Linked DNA regions of Arachis hypogaea: region 2 is linked to region 1. A link is a contact called in public Hi-C data. All regions are on one chromosome and are shown on one strand. Each heading gives the region's core, a stretch centred on a gene start, on an enhancer-like site or on the middle of the called end of the contact. The rest is flanking DNA. Distances are from core to core; before and after follow the strand shown. Region 1 holds the start of LOC112750533. Region 2 holds the start of LOC112747120.

What was found. Hi-C and Micro-C count contacts between places; a contact is called where the count stands out from the background.
Region 2: a contact with region 1 is called in a Hi-C map of leaf, with 4 times the contacts expected there. The contact joins the promoter of LOC112747120 here to the promoter of LOC112750533 in region 1. A contact is called at or near these places in 5 of 8 Hi-C or Micro-C datasets (leaf and an unstated tissue).

What each region holds. Positions count from the first base shown.
Region 1 is chr15:120,378,810-120,383,926 of arahy.Tifrunner.gnm2.J5K5, forward strand. LOC112750533 reads right to left here and starts at 1,798. Exons shown (of 10, transcript XM_072216690.1): 1 at 1,650-1,798; 2 at 1,226-1,522; 3 at 260-347.
Region 2 is chr15:120,797,367-120,802,920 of arahy.Tifrunner.gnm2.J5K5, forward strand. LOC112747120 reads right to left here and starts at 2,627. Exons shown (of 7, transcript XM_072216693.1): 1 at 2,393-2,627.

The DNA.
Region 1 (5,117 bases), core at 548-3,047:
AGACCGCCACCTACAACACCACGCTGTCCTCTTCTCTCAGACAAATTAATCTTCTAGTTGTCTTTTCAATTAACTACTTCTACTTGTTTCTCTTATCATTTTCAAATTCATTTCAATTAATGACTTCATTCAATTAATGACTTATTTTCAATCAACTACTCTCTCTATTCCAGTGGTGGCAAGGACTAGAGGGACAAAGACACAACATCACCAAATTATTTAGAAAAGATTCATCCAATTGAAGGAAATGGACACTTACAGCCGAGGAACCTTCCAAGTGAGGGAGAGCTAACAGCTTCAACAAGTGCAGAAGACAACCTCGAGAACCGGATGGTTGATCTTACAAGCTATATAGTGGAATCTTCTACTAATATTAGTGGCTCAAAAGATGGATCAACAAATCACATAATAAGTTCTAATCTAGCATAAACTTAAAAATTAGACTTTGGAGAAGGACACAAAGTCAATAACTTAAAATTTATACAAAGGTAGTATCTACTTGATTTTTTTTGTGTACATACATGTGTGCCCCTGTTGGACTAAAAATTGGAATGAAGGAACTGGAAAATAAAATGTAGGTATCCTAAAGAGGGAAATAAGTCATAACAACAATGAATGAAGAATCCACACTGTATAACATTTCTTATTCTTTTGGAGATGACACGTTCAAAGTCTTTCTTTTGGAGATGACCTATAATTTATAGGCCACATAAATCAAAGGTATAATGAAGTTATCTCTATGAATAAAATTATTTCTTATTCTTGAATAAAATTCTACTATCATGAAATATAAAGAATTAAAATAAATTCGTCACACTCACACCAATCACAAAACTTCCTAGTTATTGACCTTCTCATTCTTTAACAAGACTTGAGTATTAGTGTATTGAGATTTGCTTACCTCCTATTCCTCATACAACTTCTAATTCACACTCTATTATCACAAGAACAGAATCTGGAAACCAAAAACCAAGAAGATTGTCTATTTTCACAAGAACAGAATCTAGGATTCACACTCTATTTTCATTTCTTTCATAGATTTTCTACTACGAAGATTGTTTAAATCATATGCACACATATATGATTAGGTTATTCACATCAAGATGAAGATGGTTAGAATAGTGGCAAGCAATTTTACTGAGAAAGGATATCTAATCACCGTACAGAAGTTACTAAACTAAAGCTAAAAAAGACCAAGAAAACAGAAACACAAACTTTCGCTCACCATCACCGTAGGAAAGGCATCCAAAAGAGAAGAATCAGCACATTCTATGAAAAATACATCATTGGGGTCTTGAGCAGTAGGATTGGGGATTTGTGGGGCCATTGAACCAAGCATGGAAGAGATTAAGGATAAATTTGAGAGAGGGAATTCCAGATCAACAAGGATGTGAGTCCACGTTCAGCAAAACGATGAATTCGTTCATTTCATGGAAGGAAAAAGTTGAAAACGCATTTGTCGGTATGATCTTGCTTGACTTGGATTAAAAAATAGAGTAAACAAAGAAAAATCACATCATCCCTGATTAAAAAATAAGAGGAATTAGAACACAAACCATGGAAGTAATTGACTCAGATTAAAAAATTGAGTAAACGGAGAAACATCACATCATCATCTGATAAAAAATAAGAGAAATTAGATCACAAACCATGGAAGTAACCGCGTTTGGGGTCGGGACCTTTTACCTCAACCCCCATTGATTCGGTCATTTTTGATATCTTCCAGAGTACACTCCACAGTTTTTCAGTTTTTCAGATTGATGATAATAAAATCTATGCAGCTGGAATCCTACACCAAATGGTACAAATAACATAACATAAATAAATACAAACGAATAGAAAAGTTAGAGTTTGCGATCTACCAGCTGCGCGAAAGGAATCTGACAAAGAAAGCGCTGATCTGGAACAAAAAGAAGCTCGGAATCCGTCGGCGACGGATCTTCTACGGTGGCGGTGGAGGCTGTGTCTGTGTAGGGGCTGCGGTGGCTGCACCGTTGAGGGGCTGCAAGGCTGTGGGGGTTGCGGGGAGCTGCGAGGGCTGATGCGGGGGCTGCGTGGCTACAGTGGCGGCAGAGAGTGCGGTGGCTGTGGGCGGCGGGGTGCAGGGCGAAGTGAATGGTGTGAATGGCGAGTGAATGGGTTAATCTTCAACTAGGGTTTTTAATATTTCCGACGGATTTCATTTAAATTACAGACAGATTTTTTGTCTGTAATAATTTAATAAAACGCGTCTTTTGTCTGCTTAATTACAGACGGAAAATCCGTCTGTAACCATTCCGCGAAAAAAAATTAATTTTTCCGACGGAATTATAGATGGATTCTCTTTTCCGTCTGTAATTTATGCTAATCTATTTTTTTTTTGTTTTCCGACAAAAAATCCCTTTGAAATTCCGTATGTATTTCAGTGGGATAAAATCCGTCGGAAATATCCGTCTGTAATAACTAGTTTTCTAGTAGTGAATTGAGATTGATTTCTTGGGCTTGATCCACTCTTTTGATCCTTGGAGAATTGTAGAATGAATAAGAACATTTGAGCATTGGAGGTTGGGGTAAGGATGAACCATTGAGTAGCATGCAAATCAGGTTGAATGGCACACTTTTCTTCTCAAATAACAGCCCAATTTAGCCTATGTTTACTTTGCCGTGGTACGTCAATAGAGGGGCGTGGGACGCCTGCAACGTTGCTTTAATTTATGGTCCAAAATATGCTTTGTATTGCTTCAGCGTAGGACGTCAGAAAACTGGCGTAGGACATGAAACTAGGGTCATGCGTACGCATGACTTTGCTTATTTCAATAATTGTGGGTATGCATGAGGCATGCGTACGCACGATTGCCGTTGGACGCCATTATCACCATGTTGGACGGCAAAGCTTCCGGATTTAATTTTTGAATTTGAAAAACTGTATCCTAAGCCTTCAAAGCGTGTCCTTAACTTCCTCCTTTGTTCTTTTGATCCTTGTTTCATTTTTTACACTTCTCAAAGCACAAAAGAACTCCAAAGAACATTGATCAGAGCACAAAAAATCTCAATTAAAGCAAGAAAATTTTCTAACTTGAATCAAAGGAAAGAAATACTAAGATTATAGATTAAAAGCATGAAATTCTTAATAAAAACACTAAATCACCACCACTATTAAAGAAATAACAACTAAAAACTACTAAAGATGCACATGCATCACTTAGGCAGGAGCTGGAGCAGATTCAGTAGATACAACAACAGATGGCAGTGTACCACGAGCAGATGCGCGCTGATGGCAGTGGCACTGCTGGAGGGGTACCAACATCACTGCCTACACCGCCACCTTAGCAGAACCTAGGGATGACGATGACGACAACTGTCAAGATTTGTATTGATTAAGGTTTTGTTCTAGACAATTTGATTTTATCTTATTTATTTAACTTCTTATTCTGTACATACACTTGATATTTGATAAAAATCCTTATTCGATTTCTATTATTTAGAATTTAACTGCTAATTATGTTAAAAAATAAAAAATATAAAAAAAATTATATTTACCGTCGGATTTATCAGGAAAAAATTATGATGGTAAGTCGGTGCAAAACAATAAAATGTGGCACCAAAATTATCGGTGGAAACTTTCCGCTAGTAGCCTAATAGTTTTTTCGTCAACGAATCTGGCACAAAATTCAACGATAATTAGTTATCGGTGAAGGTTATATCATTAGATTTTTCCAACGAAAAATCTAACGGTAATTCATTTACCGGCAGATTATTTTTGTTATTCCAGGTATTCATTGATTTTCTTACAATGGAATATAATCAAGCTGCAGAGAAGCTGATGACTCCCTTATAATTTCTTGCTTGAGGGAACAATTTCTGGTGTTAGGTTTAATCCTGGCTAGTTTTGAAAGCAAGTCTGCCCCAACGTTCTTTTCTCTTTAAATATGTTAGCTTACTACCTGGTCAAAAGATTGGCTAAGCTTTTTTTCCCTTTTTTAGGTATCTCTGTAGCAAGGGATTCTATGCTTAGGACTCGTTATCCTGGATCATAAGCACTTAGGAATTACTGGTAACCTCTAGGCTTGTGGCCCCAACTTCTTTTTCAAAGGTCACTTCAACAATAAGGGCCACATGCACAGTTTGGTTTTTTGACACTAGGAACTCATACCAGATCCAACGTTCAAACAATATTCCTTTTGAATTCTTTAAGATGACATTGGAGGCCCTAGAGGTTTGTTTGGAAACTCTATCTACATGGAGTTTTCACCGTGTAGTCGTTTGGTCGGTGTAAGTTGTGGTGATTTCTATGAGAAATTCGGTCATTGTTTGTACTTTGATTGCACTTCGTGACTCAAAGTGCATGCCAAATTGAGATACATGCATGACCTAGGATAACATTCTCTTTACAAGGTTGAGTTTCTACAGAAATTTTCAGATCGCTTAGTTTGTCCTTGTAACAATAGGATGGCTCTGGAAGTATTACATTAGCCACCTAGAGGACATTAACAAGGAAAAAGTAAGCTTCTCAATCTGTGTACATCAAACCTTAGCATAATGAAAATTTTGTCGATAAAGTAGTCTGAGTGCTGCCATTTGGCATTATCTTCTTGTATTAACATTGTTGCCATGGCTTTGTTAGATATGGATAGGTAAAGGAATAATGATTCTCCCACTTGGATTTTGGATAAGATCGGTGGCTCAAATAGGACACTTTTGAAATGTTTAAATGCTTCCTCGCATTTGAGGGTCCACTAAAATGTTTTTTGTTGAAATAGGGTAAGACATTTTGTGCCGAGGTCCAGAGAAAATGCGAAAAGGTCTTATTCGTCCACTCAATCTTTGGACCTCTTTTAGAGTTATTGGGCTTGGCTTATTGATTATAGCTTTGTATTTTTTGCGTTTGTCTCGAGTATTCTTTGTGTGATCATGAATCAAGGAACTTTCCCATTCTACAACGAAAGCGCATTTAAACAGATTTAGTCATTTTGATGTTTTCTATTGATCATGTGGACTTGTTTGTAATGATCTTGAGGATACCACTAATGAGAGATCTTCTACTCAGCTGATGGTAGGTATCTTCTGTCTTTTAATTAATCTATTGTAGTTTTTGTATAATTATGTTGAGTTAATGGTTCGTTGCTCTCTGATGGTTT
Region 2 (5,554 bases), core at 1,377-3,876, 420 kb after region 1:
ATAGAATTTCTTGTGCTATAGGAATCACATTCATTAAACAGTGTGCGTCAAATAAATGCTCCAAACCCAAAGATCATAATGATCAAGGATCTTGGGAATCAATGGAGGGTATATATTTACAAATAAGATTCTTGGAGATAGCAGCAAGGTTTACTTTGGTAACTTTTCAAAATTATTAGGAACTATATTTACAAATAATAATAGGAGAGTCATCATTCAAATGCAATAAAGTTAGATCATATGTGTATCGAATATCATATATTATAAGTCTATAAATACAACAAAGTAAATAAATTAGATGATCATTTATAAAATAATACCAATCTAGAACACTTACTAACATACCATTTCAGTAGCATATATATCTCCCCAGTTACTTATTTCAGGAACTGTATGTGTTACCGGTTTATCAATTTCGACTAATTTCACAAAGCTAATCAATTAAGCATTATTGAACCATTCATAAAGTTTCTTGGTTCATAAACTAATATCCCACAGGTACTAATCATTAATCCATATCCTTTTAACCACACATATCAATCCCACAGGCAATCAACATTTACTTCTTATATTCAACCGCTATCATCATCATCAAAAATATAAAATCATTGCATATATCATGTATTAATAATAAATGGGTAGGTTTCAAATTAAAAACTAATACATTAGCTACCTTTGACAACCTGCTAACATTAGACAAATATGCTTAATGGTCCATTACCATAGCTGTTGGTGTGTAGCAAAACGAAAGTGCTTGTTCCTAAAAAGTTTACCAATAAAAAAAATTGCGATTAAAATTGTTTGTTGTATTACAGTATACAGTAAATATTGACTTCATATGACTTACTGAGACCCTAGGTGGAAGAAACCATATCTTTGGACCTTCGGAACGAATTTTTTCCTCTTGAGTCATTGTGCATGCAACCATGGTGCACTTGCCAGTTCAGCTGTGCGAGTTCTAATTTCGCGCACCAAATTTTTAGCGCTATTGCCGGAAATTGTTCGTGATTGATAACTACAGGTTGTCTTGTTGCTTAGATTAGGTATTTTTTAGTTTTTGTTTAATTATCTTTCTTTTGATTTTCGAATTCTTTCTTATTTATTTTTCTTAATTTTCGATTGTTATATTATTTATCTTTCCCTTAAATTCGAAATTTTTTTTCTTTTATTTTGGCTATCTTGTTTTTATTTGATTTCAAATTTTAAATTTGGTGTTTCTTTTTATCTTATTAGTTTTTTTTTTGAATTTTCGATTTCTATCTTATCTATCTTTTTCTTTTATTTTCAAATCTTTGTTATCTTTTTTTATTTAATTTCAATTTTTAATTTTAGTGTTTCTTTAGTAATTTTCTTTTTGGTTTAATTAATTTTTCTTTTAATTTTGAATCCTATCTTGTTTATCTTTCTTAATTTTTGATATTTATCTTATTTATCTTTTTCTTGATTTTTGAATTTTATTTTAGATATTTTTCATCTAATTTCAAATTTTAAGTTTGGTATTTCTTTAGTTGTCTTTCTCCTTGATCTCAGACTGGACCATGCTAGAAATTTATTATGATTTTTATCATTTCAGAATTTCATTTGTCATGGTTTGTACAAAGTAGAAATGAGATTCTCACCAAAGTTAAAATGAAGGAAGTGTATGTAACAATAAAAACATGTGGTAGTAATACTTGCACCTGACCAGAACAAAGTCACGCACATTATGTTTATAGAAACAAGATAAATGATAAATATTAGAAATTGATTCAAATGAGACGTATAAAGGAAGACGACACTGAGTTGGATGCATTTTAATCTAATGTTCAGAAATCATGAGGACATACACAAGAAAAAGCATTCAACTTCTTTTTATTTCTAGATGGCTACTACCCATTTTTATTTGTTTCATAATCATTCAATAGATATACATAATTAATATCATACAAATTGTTAAGGCCTTTTCTACTTCATAACTTCTATTTCACTTCTTTTGAAGGAAATGAGCAAAGTTAAAATTACTTTGGAAAGTTAGCGGTACACTTAATTAAAATAAAAATAATTCAGATTAAGTAAATATTTTTAGAAGATTATACACCAAAGCTAAAGCAGTAACCATCCTCTTCCATATGAAAGTGAAAGTGAACGGGGCATTACAAATAACAGAAGAACACCAGTAAACAGGAGCACTGCAAGAAGATAAATTAAAAAAACAAAACACAGCACCAATAACAACACAACATCAGCAACTATAACAAGATGAAAGGTTCAGAAAAATAACACAACAATATCCAAGGTGTTTCTAATCAAAATTAGAGCTACTCTTGTTCCAATTACCTATTTCAATTTCAATTAACTCAATTCAGAATAAAATTAAAGGACATAAAGCAAAAAAAAATGATAGAACAAAAACCTAATTGCAGAAGTAAGGAGGTTGCAGGGAGAGCCGCGATAGAAATATGTTAAGGGATGATCAAAGGAAGAAATATGTTCCGAGCGAAAGGGCAGCAGACGCTTCTTCTCCCGACGGCGATGACGACGACGACGGTGAAGCTTAGTAGGAACGAATTTGAGTATGAAAGAACAATGGAAGGGAGAAAATGTTCTTCACTCAACAGGGGAGATGTTCTTCAATGGAATGGTAGAACGAATCAAATTAAAACTGATTTGATAAAAAATATAAATTTATTTTTTAATATTTACAAAAATTATATAATTATCCATCTTATAAAAATATTTAATTACAAAATGACCATACTTTAATTAAGATATTAATTCTTATTGAGTTGAATTAACTCAAATTAAAACTAAACATCTAATTAAAATGTACTATATCATAAAAGATAATTACATGTTGTTTTAGACGAAATTTAATAGAACTCATCTATATATATTAAAGCACACTTTTTGAGATCTAGATCAACTTTAGAAAGCTTTTAAAAACGTTTCTGAGGCATCATAAGTAAAACTAAAACTCACTTCCAAACTTAATATAAGAGTTGAAAAGATATACATAAGTGATATATACTAGCTTGATCTAAAATACTTAAATCTAGTTCTCAAAAGTAACTTGAAAGTTCCACAATAAAATAAAATGAGTGTATAATTAATATTCTTTTTTGAAACCTTCACAAGTTAAGTTTTGGCTTAGATTGGATCACAACCAACCTAATGAGAGCGTTCGATATTATTTCATCAAGCCTTTTTAGATCTATTAAGCTAGTCAGATCTGTTTTTTGCTAATCTAAAAACTTTAAATATTATTTTCTCAAATTTTATTAGAAATTGCTATGTTTTATAGAATTAAATTAAATATGTGTAAACTAAAGTTAAATTTAAAAGGTGTTTTATTTAAAATAATTTGTAGTACAAAAGATTTGGATGTTAAAATTGTACAAAGTAATATTTTTATTTGGTAGTTTGATTTTTGCATTTACTTTTGTTGATGGACTTAGTCTTCTTATGTAGTGTTCGTTCTCCTTTTTCTTTATTGGTTGTTGTTAGAGTTCTTACTTTCTTCTTTCTGTCGTAGATTCTTGTGAAGGCATATTCTTTATGAATTGTTGAGTTGTATGCACTTTCTATTATGTTATTTGTTCCATCTTTGCATGTATGTTCTTCTTTCGAAGATGTGTCTTGAATTTGTATGATTTTCTTTCTCTTTAATTTCTTAATGGGTATGTGATCTTCGTTTGATGATATTAGTGTTGGCGAAGTTGGTTCCTATAATCAATGAATAATTTAAATTAGAAATAAAAATGATGTCTTAAATAAGTGAATTTTTTCTAGAGTATTACCTATTTTATTTGTTGTAATGGGTGTTGAGGTTCGGTGTTTTTGGTTGGAACAAATGTCTTAGTAACAGTGTATTGTTGACAATCTTTTTTGAGATTAAAATCATTTACGTTCAAATATAAGTGTAAAGTTGCACAAATTTTTCAATTGGGATGATATTTCAATGTCATTATTTTTCTGGAGTGTCATTAGATTTGAAGCAGTTGTGCCCAACACTTTCTTTTCTTCGCCATCAAATAGTACAAAAATTGTTGTAGCACTTTGATCTGAAATAAGTATTGGGTTAGTAACTAATAATTTAATAGGTGAGATTATAAAAAGTATATAGGGTTACCTTATTGTTGGATATTGTGGTGTTTGATTACATGTGCCACAAATGTAGTTGTCTCATTTTCATCTAATATAACCATTTCTAATCAAAGAGGCTCCTCTTCGTTTGTGGTTGTTAATGTTTTTCATAGACAAACCATGTAAACTTTGATAAACCAATTGTCTGTTTGTTTGGTAATATTGTCTAAAGAATTATACTTCATTAAGTAAGTTTGAGATGTCATGTAGTTCGGAAATAAATTTTTTTTGCTAAATTTGATGTTATTTGAAGGAATAGTGATAAGAGACTTATATAAGTAGGTCAAATAATATGAAATTTGAATATTTGTAACATAAAATTTATTATAATTAATAATATTATTATGAACTTTGTAATATAGATATTTATTATATTTAATGAGTTATTTATAGAAATTAATTATTGAGGGTTATAAACTTATTATATAGTTTGTTACATTTAATGAGTTATTTTTTTGTATAGTTTATTTTTTTTTTTTTGCTAATTTAGAAATAATAGGTGATTTGGTAAAAATTGTATGGTTGATTCTAAAATTTTGTCAAGTGATGTTGCTAATATGGCATTAGTAGAAGGAGAAACATGTCTTAAAAATAATGTGGATAAACTTATGTATATACTTTTATATATTAAAAATAGATTCACCAATATAAGTAAAACTATATATATGTATGTATTTATTTAACTAACTTTTTCAGGTAAGACTCAACATTCCACCAATTTGAGAATTTTAAATTAAGCAATGCTAGGGGCCAGCAACATTTGTGATTGGTAGCCATCAACTAGCCATCAATGATGATTTGATGGTGTGAGATTGGTGTGAGATTTCATCCAATGGCTCACCTTTCTCTGCTGGTTACATGCTGGCCAAAATGCAATAAAATTGCTGGCCCTAGACTTTTCCTTTTAAATTTTCTTTCCTCAACCCTTTTTAAAACTAGAGATTATTATTACTATTAGATTAGTTTACAGAAAGATCTATAAAATATATAGACATACAATGTTTAAAAGAAGTGTTGAGTACTTTGAATTGAAAAATTTAACAACTTAGTTCGAAGACCTATCTTGATTTTGAGTAAATTCAAAGGTGTCATCAAAATATGAATACTTATGATAAAAGTGGTTGTCAATGTAAGGTATGTTTAAACAGTTCGACATCAAAAAAGAAAAAATAGTTCTAAGAATCAGCCACCAGAATAGTCATTATTTAGGATAAAAATTAATTGTAGACGAACCGTAAAAAAAATCTATTAAATTATTTTAATTTTTAACAATCAACTAATTTAAATTAATATAATATGCAAAAATTATTTTTTAATAAATATATATTTTATTATATTCGATACAATCGTTTGAGATATTTGAATCTCTAAGACTCTAACTGCATGGTTGGATAATCGATTCGATTGTCTTTGTTTTTGGTCAGACAGTTGA